Linked DNA regions of Pan troglodytes: region 2 is linked to region 1. A link is a contact called in public HiChIP or PLAC-seq data. All regions are on one chromosome and are shown on one strand. Each heading gives the region's core, a stretch centred on a gene start, on an enhancer-like site or on the middle of the called end of the contact. The rest is flanking DNA. Distances are from core to core; before and after follow the strand shown.

The links. HiChIP or PLAC-seq counts read pairs in DNA pulled down with a chosen protein or histone mark.
Region 2: an H3K4me3 HiChIP or PLAC-seq map of stem cell-derived excitatory neurons shows a contact between it and region 1, with 4 times the contacts expected there. The contact joins the promoter of COMP here to the promoter of TMEM59L in region 1. A contact is called at or near these places in 1 of 7 Hi-C or Micro-C datasets (induced pluripotent stem cells) and 1 of 1 datasets of contacts at active chromatin or transcription factors (stem cell-derived excitatory neurons).

Annotation. Positions count from the first base shown.
Region 1 is chr20:21,260,863-21,267,896 of NHGRI_mPanTro3-v2.0_pri, reverse strand. It overlaps TMEM59L (transmembrane protein 59 like), which reads right to left and starts at 3,555. Exons shown (of 7, transcript XM_016935537.4): 1 at 3,270-3,555; 2 at 2,383-2,527; 3 at 2,204-2,295. The coding sequence starts at 3,443.
Region 2 is chr20:21,440,523-21,447,417 of NHGRI_mPanTro3-v2.0_pri, reverse strand. COMP (cartilage oligomeric matrix protein) reads left to right here and starts at 2,730. Exons shown (of 19, transcript NM_001098565.1): 1 at 2,730-2,844; 2 at 3,100-3,185; 3 at 3,422-3,473; 4 at 3,920-4,092; 5 at 4,746-4,883; 6 at 5,130-5,204; 7 at 5,293-5,451; 8 at 5,529-5,633; 9 at 5,724-5,831; 10 at 6,391-6,550. The coding sequence starts at 2,766.

The DNA.
Region 1 (7,034 bases), core at 2,306-4,805:
ACAAAACAAAAAAAAACACAGCGTTTGTAACCTAGAGCCTCTGGCATCCACCTTACTGCCAAGAAGAAGTAAATGCCTGGGAATGAAGCCACCACAGAAGAAAGCAGAGTCAAGGCATGGAGTGAGACACTGAGCCCCTGGATCCAGCTGTGCCTGAAGCTCGCCCACTGTGGACTTTGCATCTCATGAGCTAAGAGCCAATGCATCCCATCTTCTTACCCTGCCCACACATCTGCCACTCTGGTGTGGCCCCTGTCAGAGGTCTCACCTGAAACACCACCACCTTCCCATTGTCAGTCTGCAAGTAGTATGTCCAGGTGGAGGAGACAAATCCCTGGGCTGAGTTGACGAGGTCATTGCAGAGGGTGGAAAACAAGTCCAAGAGGGAGAGGGCCCCACTTGGAGCCTCCAGGACCTTTCTCTGGTGAATAAAGGTCCAAGACACAAAGATGGCACCGAAATAGGGCATTAACCAATGAATGGGAGGGGGCAGGATGTGGTGGCTCACGCCTGTAATCCTAACACTTTGGAAGGCTGAGGCAGGCCGATCACTTGAGGCCAGAAGTTTGAGACCAGCCTGGACAACATCGTGAAACCCTGTCTCTACTAAAAATACAAAAATTAGCCAGGCATGATGGCGCACACCTGGAATCTCAGCTACTCCAGAGGCTGAGGCAGGAGATTTGCTTGAACCCAGGAGGCAGAGGTTGCAGTGAGCCAAGATCACACCACTGAACTCTAGCCTGGGTGAAAGAGTGAGACTCCATCTCAAATAAATAAATGAATAAATAAACTAACAGGAGAGGAGCTAGGAGAATTCACTTGGATTGGATGTGGCTAAGTGATTTGGGCCAATAGGACTTCTTATAGTGAACACAGATCTCAGCGTGGCAGTTGGCTTCCTGTGTACCCTTAGGGAAGTGGATTGTGCTCTCTGAGCCCTAAAATGGGTATCGTTCTCTTCCTTCATGGAGTAGCCATGAAATTTCAACTAGAGGATGCCTGCCAAGTGCCTGGCACGGCACAGGCACTTAATGCGTAGTAGTCCGTATTACTAAAAATATCATCATCCTCATTATTCTTATTTTGACAGCGTCAAGACGGAGGTCTGATGGCCGGCCATGGTGGCTCATGCCTGTAATCCCAGCACTTTGGGAGGCCGACGTGGGAAGATCACTTGAGGTCAGGAGTTCAAGATCAGCCTGGCCAACATGATGAAACCCTGTCTCTCCTAAAAATACAAAAATTAGCCGATTGTAGTGGTGGGTGCCTGTAATCTCACCTACAAAGGAGGCTGAGGCAGGAGAACCACTTGAACCCAGGAGGCGGAGGCTGCAGTGAGCCAAGATTGCACCATTGCACTCCAGGCTGGGCAATAGAGCAAGACTTCATCTCAATAAATAAATAAATAAATAAATAAGAGGGAGCTCTGAATTGGAAGGGCTGACAGTGCAGTGAGCTTTTCTGAACAGCAGTGAAAGCTGGGAAGGGGTGGAGGAAAATGGGGGAAGTGGGGAAAGGGCTTTCTGGGGAGTCCCAGCCCCTAGGTCTCTGGCTATGCTACATGATTTTCTGTGCCTCAGTTTCCCCTGATGCAGCATTGCTTGGACTACAATAGATGAACCATTATTATTTCTCCCATAAGGCAGTGTGTGCGTGCTTGCGAGGCAAGCCTGCTCTACCCTGAGCCACAGTTCTGAGCCCCTCCAGGTGACAGTGACCACCAGCTCATCACAGGGGAAGGGCTTAGACCAGCACCTGGCAGCTCTGGGGGCGCCTAAGAGGAGTGAGGTGAGGAGTGGCCACAGCTCTGGTGGCTTCAAATCTCGCTCCTTGCACAGCCCTGTGTATGACCTGGGAGGTTGCCCCTTGGGCACTAAATGAGGGTGACATTGTCCCTTGTGCCTCCAAGTGACACAAAAACATTTGGGACAGTTTGAAGTCAGGCCCGAACCAGGACAGATGTTTGATAAATGATGGCTGTTTTCTGCCACTTATTCCTGAAAAGGTGGTGGGGCATGGGGGGCATTGTTGCATGTAACTAAGGCTGGAGACATGACGGGGCTGGATGGAGGTTGCCCTGCAGGCCTGGTATAGAAGGCAGAGTCTGGCAGAGCCTCTGCACGTGAATGAAGATTTCCCACGGGGTGAAGCGGGTGGGGGTATTGGGAAAAGGGACCCCAGGCCGCAGTGGGAGGCCCACCTTCTGCTCCGGCTCAGGCTCCGTGGGCTGGCTCCAGCAGCCATGGCTACAGGCCTGCTGCTCTGCCTCCTTCACATAGGCTTCCACGCAGGCTGTGGGAGGTGGGAGTGGGTGACTGGGGACGGCCCTTCCCAGGCCTACTCTCCCCACCCTGGCCCACCCTGCCGGCGAGCCCTCACCTGCTTCACACTCAGTTTGGGTGGCATTGGGCTTGGAGCTTCTGGCCACAAATCGGCAGATGGAGAAGAGGCGGCAGCCACGCTCGCAAGCGCTGATCAGAACGGCTCTGTCATAGGGAGACTCGGAGGCGCCCTCCAGCCCCGCCTGGGGGAGGGGAGGACAGGGAGCTCAGGCCATGGGGAGGGGCAGGAGGAGGGTGGGGGGACCGGAGCATTCAGCAGAGGCAGGGAAAGGCTTCCCCGCTCCCCACCACATCTAGCCAGATGGAGATGAAGTTGGGAGAGGCTACAAATATTAGTGGGGGCTCTTAGCTCTGAGGAGGGAGATGGGGAGGGAGCTTGAGAAGAGAAATGGACAGTGAAGGTGGAGAGAAATGAGCCTTCCCCCCACTAGGTTCCAGGGAGGAGGGGAGACATGGAGAAGGATTCTCAGACCTGGAGGAGGAGGGGGAGGCTCAGAGGAGGGGGTTTTGGTCACACGCAGATCAGGCTTGAATCCTGGGGAGTGGTGGTATGAGTAGGGGCTGGTAGCTCTGAGTGGGGAGGGAACACGATGTGGAGGAGGAGGAATGAGGTGGGGGGACCATCAGGCCTGAGGGAGCTGGGGGTTGGGTGCTAGAGGGTCCTTACCCAGCAGAGTGTGGAGGGAGCCCGGGAGGTGGTATCGGCCCCTTATCGCAAGGACCTGCATCCCCAAGCACTCCCCCATCAGAGGGAACCCCAGCCCGTCACCTACTGGAGAGATCTCCCCATTCCCGACCCCCACCTCCCCACGGACACCCCCACCAAAGTCTCCTGCTGTCATACAAGAGAAGCCCATCCCAACGCCTCCTCCATCGGAGAGATCCCGCGTCCCCCGCTGGCACCTGGCACCGCACGCGCCTCACCTGCGAGGGCCGCGGGCCGAGGTCGCGGTCGCGGCACCGCAGCTGGCAGTTCTGCGTGTCCCCGAGCTGGGGGGCGAAGGGATCGCGGGCGGACGGCACGGAGGCGGCGGGCGGCGACGCCAACAGCAGCAGCAGCAGCAGCGGCGGCGGTGGCATCAACGCCACCGCAGCCATGGCCGGGCGGAACGCGGGGGGCGCGGGGGACTCCAGCTCAGGCCGGGCACGGAGGATGCAGCGGCTGCGGCGGGGACCGGGGCGCTGACGTCACCCGAGCGAGGCAGCCTGGGAAGCGGGGGGTGGGAGATGCGGAGAGCGGGCGGGGTAGCTGCGCTGCGGCACCCGAGGCGTGCGGGTCGGGCGGGGCAGGTGCATCGCGGCCCCCACCGTCTATCCCACCGCGGGGGTCCCAGGACACCTCTCTGGTGCCCACGGGCGGGGGATCTCTGCTGTCGCTTGGGGCCAAAAGGAAATATATAGGGGGATGCGATGGAGGGGACTATTCGCCAGGGGTGTCGAGGAGAGCGGAGAGCTTGGCGGAGGAGGCGACGTGTGAGCCGACCACGCGGGAGAGAGGAGAAAGGGATGTCCAGGCTACAAGGGTCAGCGAGGATCCTGAGGGGAAGAGCTTGTTGCAGGAGGAGGGAGGGCGATGGGGCTGGAGTCCAACCAGGGAACGGAGAGGGAGGAAGGTGAGAGCCGCAGGACCCGGCAGCTGAGTCCTGGCATCTTCTCTTTTGACACCCAGGTTAGAAAGGAGACAACTTGCGCGCAGTTTGCCTCCTCCGGGAAGCCCTCTGAGCCCCTCCCTTGCTCCTTCAGCCTCGCCTCCCTCTGGCCCAGCCCTGATCCACTGACCTAGGGAATCTGGCCCTGTCTCCTCAAGGCTGGAGACCCCTGGGCTGGGGCTTAGTGGGAGGGGACACAGAGGTACGCTCAGGAGCAAGGGGAGGGGGTGATGCTAAAATGTCTAATTCTCATGGGAAAACGGGGCAAATAGCGACACTTCTGACTTCCATAACCATCACACCCCAGGGCGATGGACTGTAGCCCCAGGAGCCGAATCTCGGTTAGAGGGTACCCCCAGCTTCCTCTCCGCCAGATAAGGGAGTGGGGACGCCCCTCTAAACCCGGATCCTCTGCAAAGATGCCCCCGCTTTCGCTGGCATGCCTGGCGCAGGTGCCTGCAGCGCCGCTCAGCAGCCCGCAGGTCCCCCACCTACGCTCCGCCCCCGCAGACGGGGCGGCAGCCTCGCAGGGTCTGCGGGTCAGAGGGCGGCTCAGGTTCCGGCCTGGGAAGAGGGTGTCCCGGGTGGGGGCCTGGCGCACCCCCTCCTCTGGCCTGCGGCCGCGCTTTCATCTCAGCGGCCCCCGGCCGGCCCCCACGTGGCTTAATCAGGCGCGGCTGTGCCTGGCGGACCCCGAACATCTGGATCCCGGTGCGGCCCCTCCCCCGCCCCGCCCCGCCCCTCCCCTCCCCTCCCATGCTAGGTCGCTGCGACCCGGCGGCGAGGGCCTCCAGCCCGCAGTTTGCGCCAGAATCCAGCAGGAGAATTCCGCTTCTAACCCACCCGCGCGCCAGGCCCGCACCTTGGGAAACAGCCCTGTGCGTTATGACCAATACTGTCCCCCATTTCACAGGTGGGAAACTTAGGCTCCGGGACGCGTTGGCAAAGTCAGGATTCAAGCCCACACATGTTAATTCCAGAGGCCCGCGCGCGCCTAACCCCTCCACAATTACTGTCTTTCATTCATTCCAACGAAACACTTTTTCTTGCAACAACCGTATAAGACAGGTACCGGTAGCGTTGCCCTTTTATATGGGTGAGGAAACTGATGCTCAGACTGCAAAGTGGTTCTGTCCAGGTGACAGGGAGAGAAGCAAAGAAAAGCTGGCAGAGCCCTGCCAATGATGGGAGGTGACCTTTGGGCATTGCTTAAAACGCATCAGGGAGGAGGGACACCCCGCGCCCTTTTGCAGAAGGAGAAACTGAGGCTGGAGGAGTGGGTCGATCACCCAGGTCGCCTGAGGGGAGAAGGGAAAGAGGTTGATTGCCGCCCACCCAGCCCCCTTTCCGCTGCACTAGGCCGCTGGGGGGGGCGAGCGGAAAGAGGACTTGACCCCAGCCCCCAAGGTGAGCCCCCGCGCCCCTCCTGCTGTTCCCGGGGGAGCCGGTCCAGGTGAGGGGCGGGAGGGCCGGCGGGCGGCCAGGGTCGGGTTTCAGGAAATCCGCCGACATTCCTTCGGGGCTTAAGAGGGAAAGTTGACTCGGCGCCGCCCTCGCCCCCCCCCCACTTCCTACCCCCCGGGGCGGCCTGGCGGGGGGCGGCAGGCGGGGGGCGCTGAGGCCGGCCTGGGCGTGAATCAGCGGCAGGCCAGGCGTCCGGGAAGCCACAGCAGCCGAGGTCAAGGCGGGCAGCGGACAAGCACCCTTTGTCCCTTGCCGCCCTCACCACGACCCTGCTGACCCCCACCTCCAAGCAGGGTACAGGCTAGGGAGGAGGCAGAGCACCATGGCGCCGGTGGTGGTTGCTGAGGGTTGTTGGGGGAGGAAGGAGGGATGTGGCTGCCCCCCTAAAGCAGCTGGTGTCTCCTGGGACCCAGACTTCAGAGGCTTCTCAAGGTACAGATGGGCAGGGAAACTGGCCTCCCTGGGGCAGGCCTGCAACTTCCCAGGCAGGTCCCCTAGGCAGGTCTGCAACTCCCCAGGTCCCGCCTCCAGTGCCTGAAGTCCAGTGTGCATTACACTGAGCACCCAGGCATTGCTTCTCCCCAGGCTCAGCCTCCAGGGCAGAAATTATAAAGCCTAGGTACACACGGGCCCCACTTTCCTGTACCACAGACCCTGAACCAGGTGTCCAGACCCTCACTGCCCCTTAATTCCTGAAAGCACCTGCCTGGAACACCAGGTAGCTAATCCCATACTGGGGGGCCCTGAGCACGGGGCTTTCAGAATGGGAGAGGCAGCTCTCAGCCTTCCTCACTCCCAGTGGTTGTGGGTCCCCACAGGACCCTGAAGGTGCCATTTCCACTGCCCCCTCCCTGGTGCACCCTCAGGGCCCTGGAATCACGAGGGAGCTGGGGATGGAGGCCCCCCCGCAACCTAATACCTCTCATCCAGAGGTGACCTTGGAGTGGAGGGTGCAGGACTAAGGAGGGGTCCCTCCCCCAGCCCAAGGGGAGGCCCTCCCTCTGCCCAAGGGGAGGCCCTCCCTCCTTCTGCCCCTTACACATTCCCAGCCAACTTCAAGGACTTGGGTCAATATTTGCCAGAAGTTCCATTGACGCTAGCTCCCTTTTGTCCTCAAGGAGATAATGGAACTGGGGAGGAAAGGGTTAAACTTCTGGGGGCCCTAAGGGCCGGGAAGGATGCACTCTGGGGTCAATTCCCTTTCCCTGAAGTCAAAGGTGTGGGGTAAAGATCACCCAAGGGCAGAAGTCACACTCCAGGGTGGGGCTGGGCAGGATTGGAAAATGGTCCTTCCCCTTCTGTTGGTAAGAACAAGAGAGGGATGTCTACTGGCTAGGGTCACACAGCAAGACAGAGAGTGTGGGCCAGGCTAGGACCCCAGGCAGCATGACTTGCTAGGACTGAGTTTTCTTGCTACTTGGAGGGAGTAAGAGTTCTCCATCCTTTACTTTTACAAATATTTAGTGAGTGCTTCGCTTTCAGCCCTCACTGGGCCCACCACTGGGGTCCAAAGGGGCTGAGGCTGCCCACAGTCTAAAGAAAATCAGTTGCACAAGAAATGAAATGGTTGGAAGAG
Region 2 (6,895 bases), core at 1,481-3,980, 180 kb before region 1:
ACACCTACAGTGAGTTATTCTGTAATCTGAGGCAAGTGTGCTGTGCACAGGAGGAGGGGACTGCTGCCTAGAAGGGGGATTTCAGGGCTGGCGAGATCCAGGAGGCAGGAGTGTGACCCCAGACATCCCCTTTCCGGGCCTCTGTTGTCCGATCTTGGGACACCCTCAGGAACTCCACCTTTGTAGTTCCCTCCGCCTGGAATGCCCTTCCCTGCAACTCCCCGTGGCCCAGCCATGGATAAGGCCACGTGTGTCCAAGCCCCAGCACTGTGACCAGCCTGTGGCAGGGGCCTGGCTTCCATGTGCTCCTGTCCTAGCTGTGTGCAGCATATGCCAGCCCCCAGGCCCCACTGGAGCTGTGGTTTTCCCGAGAATTCCAGTGCTGCCGGGAGCGGCCCCCAGGTGTGCTGAAGGCCAAGGAAAACAGGAGGTGAGCTCATGGCCCCAATGTAGGCAGCAGGCAGGGCAGGCACTATTGAGGACAGGCTTCATTGGAAATGCTCTGGCTGGGACCAGCTGCTTCCACCAACACTCCATTTACAGGCCTGTCTCTCTTCACGCACTCTCTGTGGCTCCCCATTACCCTCGGGAGACCACTGGAGCCCCACACCACCAGCACTGCCCTTTCACACACAGCCTCATCTCCTGCTTCTCACTGAGCCCCAAGAGCTTGTCACCTTGAGGTCAGTCCATCCAACGGGCCAGGTTGGTTCCTGCCTCAGGGCCTTTGCCTATGCTGTTTCCTCTACCTGGAATGACTTTCTGCTACCTCTGCCTGGCTGTGTCCTCCTCATCATCCAGTCCTCAGCTTGGTGGTCCCTCCTCCTCCAGAAGCCCACCCTGACCCATCCCCTTTCAAACAGATCAATTTCCTGGGGGCTCCTACCATTGTCTGTGTGTCCCGTCACAGCCATGAGCCCACTGGGCTCCCCATTTGAAGGAGAGACTGGGTCTGACTTCTTCACCCTGTGTGTCCATCTCCCAGCACAGGAGACATGACACACAACAGTCCTTGATGTTTGTGAAATAATTAATGTGTCTAGAAATGTCCCCACCTCCAAGCTTCACATGTTTCCCTCCACCAAAACTGCCCTCACCTTTTCCCTCTGCTGATCCAAGTCCTCCTTTTCTTTTATGTCTGTCTCCTTGCTACCTCCTCCAGGAAGCCCTCGGTGACTTCTCTGTAGGCTCTCCAGAAAAGATATCTGGCTCTGAGTCTAGATTCACCCCTGCCCTCGGGCAGTGGCCTTAGGCCAGTCACTTTTTCTCTCTGGGCCTCAGTTTCTCTGTCTATAGAATAGAGGCTGTGAGTACTGGAAGGTGGGAGTGGAGAGTGTTAACTGATTCCAGGAGGTTAAGGGGTTTTGTAACTCCAGAGTGTGGCTGGCCAGTTAGTGGTAACTTTTATTTTTATTACAGGCTGTTCCCACAGCAGCTGGAGCACAGTTTGGAAGGTATGGCACAGCCTGGACAAACAGAAGCCCCGGACCTCCCCTTGCTAGAGCCCTTTAACTTGCTCCCCTCCAGATGGGGGCCTCACACCCCATTGCACAGATTGGAAAACCAAGTGGGCCTGTCCCCTTGGACAGGGGTTGGGGCAAGATCCTGAACGCTGTCCCCTCCTCCACCAGCCGAGGGACCACGGGGAGGGGAGGGAACACCAGCAATGAGTTGGGTTGGGGGGAGTCATTTGCAGCCCTCCAGCGTTGGGGCCAGAAGCGGCCTCCTTGGACAGAGGCAGGAAAATTGAGAGTCCCCGGTCTCAACTGCCCCTCCCCTATTTTCCATTCATCATCATAATCATCATTACTATTAATCATTAATTAATAATTATTAACTTATTACCTCCATTGTGTAAGGGAGGAATTACGCCCGGGTAATTTTTGTACTTTTAGTAGAGATGGGGTTTCACCATGTTAGCCAGGCTGGTCTCGAACTCCTGACCTCAGGTGATCTGCCCGCCTTGGCTTCCCAAAGTGCTGGGATTACAGGTGTGAGCCACCGCACCCGGCAATTTACCCAGTTTTGAAGCACTTCAGGAGGAGTGGAGGGCCAGTCAGTCTGATCCATAGTGGGTGGACCTATTTTTTCAGACACTGGTGACTCTGTTTCCCCAAGTGTGAGCTGAGAGCGTGGCCATGGAGCCTGCCTTGTTTGGAACTCAGGTTTGGCATACAGCAAGCACTCAATCAATCAATCAATCAATGAGCTGAATGCTATGGCTGGATCCTGTAATCCCAGTTATGTGGGGAGTATCGCTTGAGGCCGGGAGTTTGAGACTACTAGCCTGCACGACATAGCCAGACCCGGTCTCTAAAAATAAAAATAAAAATAAAAATAAATTAGCTGGACTTGGTGGTGCACGCTTGTAGTCCCAGCTACATGGGAGACTGAAGCAAGAGGATGCGATACAGCCACACCCCGTCACACACACACACACACACACACACACACACACAGACGCACACACACAGTGAATGAAAGTGGGGGCAGTACCCCCTGACTCCCTGCCCCACCAGCTCTCTCCACAGACCCCGGGACTCAGTTTCCCCACCATGTCGAATTCAGCCGCGGGCGACTTCGCGGGGCATTCCGGGCGGGGACTTGAACGCAGGGGCCAGCGCCATCTGTTTACCTTGAGGCTGGACGTTGGGCAGGGCTGTGGTGGGCCGTCCCTGGGGCCGGCCGTGCCTTGGGGATAAATAGGCCCCGCGGGCCTCGTGGGCGGTAGAAAGCGAGCAGCCACCCAGCTCCCCGCCACCGCCATGGTCCCCGACACCGCCTGCGTTCTTCTGCTCACCCTGGCTGCCCTCGGCGCGTCCGGACAGGGCCAGAGCCCGTTGGGTAAGCCGCGTTAGCACCCGCGCCGTGCCCACGGCCCCACAACGGACTGTAGGACCCGTGAGAGGCCCGGGATCCAGGCTGTTTGGGGCTCACGGACTGTTCGTAGGGGACGTGCCGGGCGCAGAAAGCAGGTGGCGGGACCGAGACTAGAGGAGCGCAGTGGGGCGTCGGAGGTCCGGGTTCGCTGCGACGGTGGGAGTTGGTGGTGGGATTCCCCGGCCCCATGACGCCTCACCAGGTCCCCTGCCGCCGCAGGCTCAGACCTGGGCCCGCAGATGCTTCGGGAACTGCAGGAAACCAACGCGGCGCTGCAGGACGTGCGGGAGCTGCTGCGGCAGCAGGTGCGGGGCCCGGGTGCGGGGCAGGGAGTGCCAGGGAACGGAAGGGGGTCTCAGTTCCCAGCGAGGAGAGAGGAAGTACCCGAGAAGGTGGAGAGGAGATGGGGAGGGAAGGGGGTCGGCGGGTAGGGAGTCCTTGGCGAAAAGAGGCTGTAGAAAGGGACCCCGGGGTAGAGAGAGGGGAGACCCGAGGGATGAGGAGAGTTTGGGACCCCGCTGATTCCATCCCACCCCTGCAGGTCAGGGAGATCACGTTCCTGAAAAACACGGTGATGGAGTGTGACGCGTGCGGTGAGCGCGGCGGGGCGGTCGGGAGAGAGAAGAGACGGGAGACGGAGACACAGAGACAGAGACAGAGAGCCAGGGAAAGCTGGGGAGGAAAAGAGACGGAAGGAGATGGAGGCTGACGGAGAGGTGGAGAGACGAACGGGAATGGGATGGGGGGTGTAGAAACAGAGACAAAAACAGACAGAAGCGGTGCGAGAGTTTTGGGGAAGTGAGAGACGCCACGGGGCAGAAAAGCGGGACAGAGACTCAGAGAGAGACCGGGGAGACCCTGCGGTCAGAGCGCGCAGCCTCTGGGGCGGGATCGCGGACAGCGCAGGATTTCGGGCCGCCCCGGGGCGGGGGGTGGGGGGGAAGGGGAAGCCTCCAGCCCCGGGGCGTGGCCATGATAGACTCTGCCCCCGGGCGAGCCACCGATCAGCCCCGCCGCGTCTCCCCCCTCCCCCCCGCAGGGATGCAGCAGTCAGTACGCACCGGCCTACCCAGCGTGCGGCCCCTGCTCCACTGCGCGCCCGGTTTCTGCTTCCCCGGCGTGGCCTGCATCCAGACGGAGAGCGGCGCGCGCTGCGGCCCCTGCCCCGCGGGCTTCACGGGCAACGGCTCGCACTGCACCGACGTCAACGAGGTGCGCTAGCCCCGACACTCCACCGCCCTGACGACTCCCTCTACCGCCCCCCAATCTCTCGCCGCCCGGGAGACCCCTTCCTCCACTGGGAGTGTTCGCCCCGAAGAGCCTCTCACCTCCGGGGGCGCACGGCCAGACTACCTCCTTACCGCGGGGGGACGCCCAACCCAAGGACCATCCCCGTCACCACCCGGGACGCCCGCCCCGACAACCCCCTCCATAGCTAGTGACGCCCGCCCCGAGGACTCCCTCACCGCCAGGGGTGGTCCGCCCCAGCTACCCTCCTCGCCGCAGGGGATCGCCAGTCCCAACGACCCTTCCACAGCCAGGGAACGCACGCCCAGACCCCCCGCCACCGCCGGGCACGCACGCCCCGACGACCCCTGCCCCCCTCTGCTGGGGATGCCCGCCCTCATCCTTCCTCCCCTCGCCCATGAGGGAACAGCTCTCCTCTCCTCTCCCGGTTGCGCCCTTGCCGTCATCAAGGCAAAGTCGTGCCTGACCCCTGCGACAATTGCTTCCATCTCACGTGGCGAAGAGCTCCAAGCACTGGCATATGGCCCTTGAACTTTCCACATCCGAGACACTACGAGGTGCGGCCCCCAGGGCCCAGCTCGAAGCCCTCTGACCCTCTGTGGCCCCTCCTCCCCCAGTGCAACGCCCACCCCTGCTTCCCCCGAGTCCGCTGTATCAACACCAGCCCGGGGTTCCGCTGCGAGGCTTGCCCGCCGGGGTACAGCGGCCCCACCCACGAGGGCGTGGGGCTGGCTTTCGCCAAGGCCAACAAGCAGGTGAGGGGTGTGGGGGCCCCATTTTTGGAGCAGAAGGGAAGGGGGCGTCCATTTTGTTTACCAGTAAACTCCTCTTCCAGCCTCCTTCCAGCGGGAGGGGTGGGGAGAGGAGGGGTCCGCTGCGCCAGGGCTGATCGGTTTGGGGCAGGATGGAGGGGAGAGGCAGGATGCGGAGGAAGTGTGGAGGAGGTGGGAGGTCCGGAGGTGTCTGCGTGGGGTGGTGACCTCTGAGTTCCCCTCCCCTAGGTTTGCACGGACATCAACGAGTGTGAGACCGGGCAACATAACTGCGTCCCCAACTCCGTGTGCATCAACACCCGGGTAAGGCCCGCTGGGGAGGAAGAAAGGATCGCGGGAGGTGGGGCGAGCGGCGGGCGGCCTGCGCTGACCTCCGGCGGCTCCGGCGCAGGGCTCCTTCCAGTGCGGCCCCTGCCAGCCCGGCTTCGTGGGCGACCAGGAGTCCGGCTGCCAGCGGCGCGCACAGCGCTTCTGCCCCGACGGCTCGCCCAGCGAGTGCCACGAGCATGCAGACTGCGTCCTAGAGCGCGATGGCTCGCGGTCGTGCGTGGTGAGTGCGGGCGGGCTGGGCTTGAGGCGGGGTTGGGTGGCGGCCACTCCAGGGCACCCACTTACACTCTCCCACAGTGTGCCGTTGGCTGGGCCGGCAACGGGATCCTCTGTGGTCGCGACACTGACCTAGACGGCTTCCCGGACGAGAAGCTGCGCTGCCCGGAGCGCCAGTGCCGTAAGGTGGGTGGGGGCGGAGCGGGGCGGGCCCGGGCAGGAGGGAGGGCGGGACTTCATGACCGCGCCCCTCACACCTTCTGTGCCCGCCCCCAGGACAACTGCGTGACTGTGCCCAACTCAGGGCAGGAGGATGTGGACCGCGATGGCATCGGAGACGCCTGCGATCCGGATGCCGACGGGGACGGGGTCCCCAATGAAAAGGTAGATCTACGGCTCGGCAAGGTGGTTCACTCCTGTAATCCCAGCACTTTGGGAGGCCGAGGCGGGCGGATCACGAGGTCAAGAGATGGAGACCATCCTGGCCATCATGGTGAAACCCCTCCTCTACCAAAAATACAAAAATTAGCGGGGCGTGGTGGTGCACGCCTGTAATCCCAGCTACTCAGGAGGCTGAGGCAGGAGAATCGCTTGAACCCGGGAGGCAGAGGTTGCAGTGAGCCGAGATCGCGCCACTGCACTCCAGCCTAGCGACAGAGCAAGACTCTGTCTCAAAAAAAAGAAAGAAAGAAAGAAAGAAAGAAAGAAAGAAAGAAAGAAAGAAAGAAAGAAAAAGAAAAAGAAAAAAGAAAAGACAGAGCTGTGAGCGGGGCCTAGGGAAGTGGGATGGGGCGTGGCTTGGATGAGGGGCGTGGCCTCCGTGGTCTAGGAGGGGCGAAAGGTTCCTCGCGGAGGAGACGCGTCCTCGGAGATTTGGGAATCTGAGGAGTGTGACCTTTGCCTTCTCGACCTGATCTCACCCTTAACCCACCCTGTCATCCAGGACAACTGCCCGCTGGTGCGGAACCCAGACCAGCGCAACACGGACGAGGACAAGTGGGGCGATGCGTGCGACAACTGCCGGTCCCAGAAGAACGACGACCAAAAGGACACAGACCAGGACGGCCGGGGCGATGCGTGCGACGACGACATCGACGGCGACCGTGAGCTCGATGGGGGTTGGGGGGCGAGGAGAGGCGGCGGGCACCGAAGGGCGGGATTCGGCTCCGGGGCGGGGCTTGGCTGGTTTTGGAAGCCGGATGGGGTAAGCGGACTAGGGCGCCCTGGACCAAAGACCATGGTGGGGCGCCAGAAAAATGCAAGCTGGGCTGCAAGGCCAGGAAAAACGCAGGGATATTTGGAAGGGAAGGTGGTCCCTGTGTCAATGCCGCAGGCAGGAATTAAGAGGACAAGAGATTCGAGCCTGGGGTTTAGGACCTGGGAGGTGACAACTTTACAGATGGGGACATAGGGGCTCAGGGTGGCACACACGGGCACCCAGCTGAGCC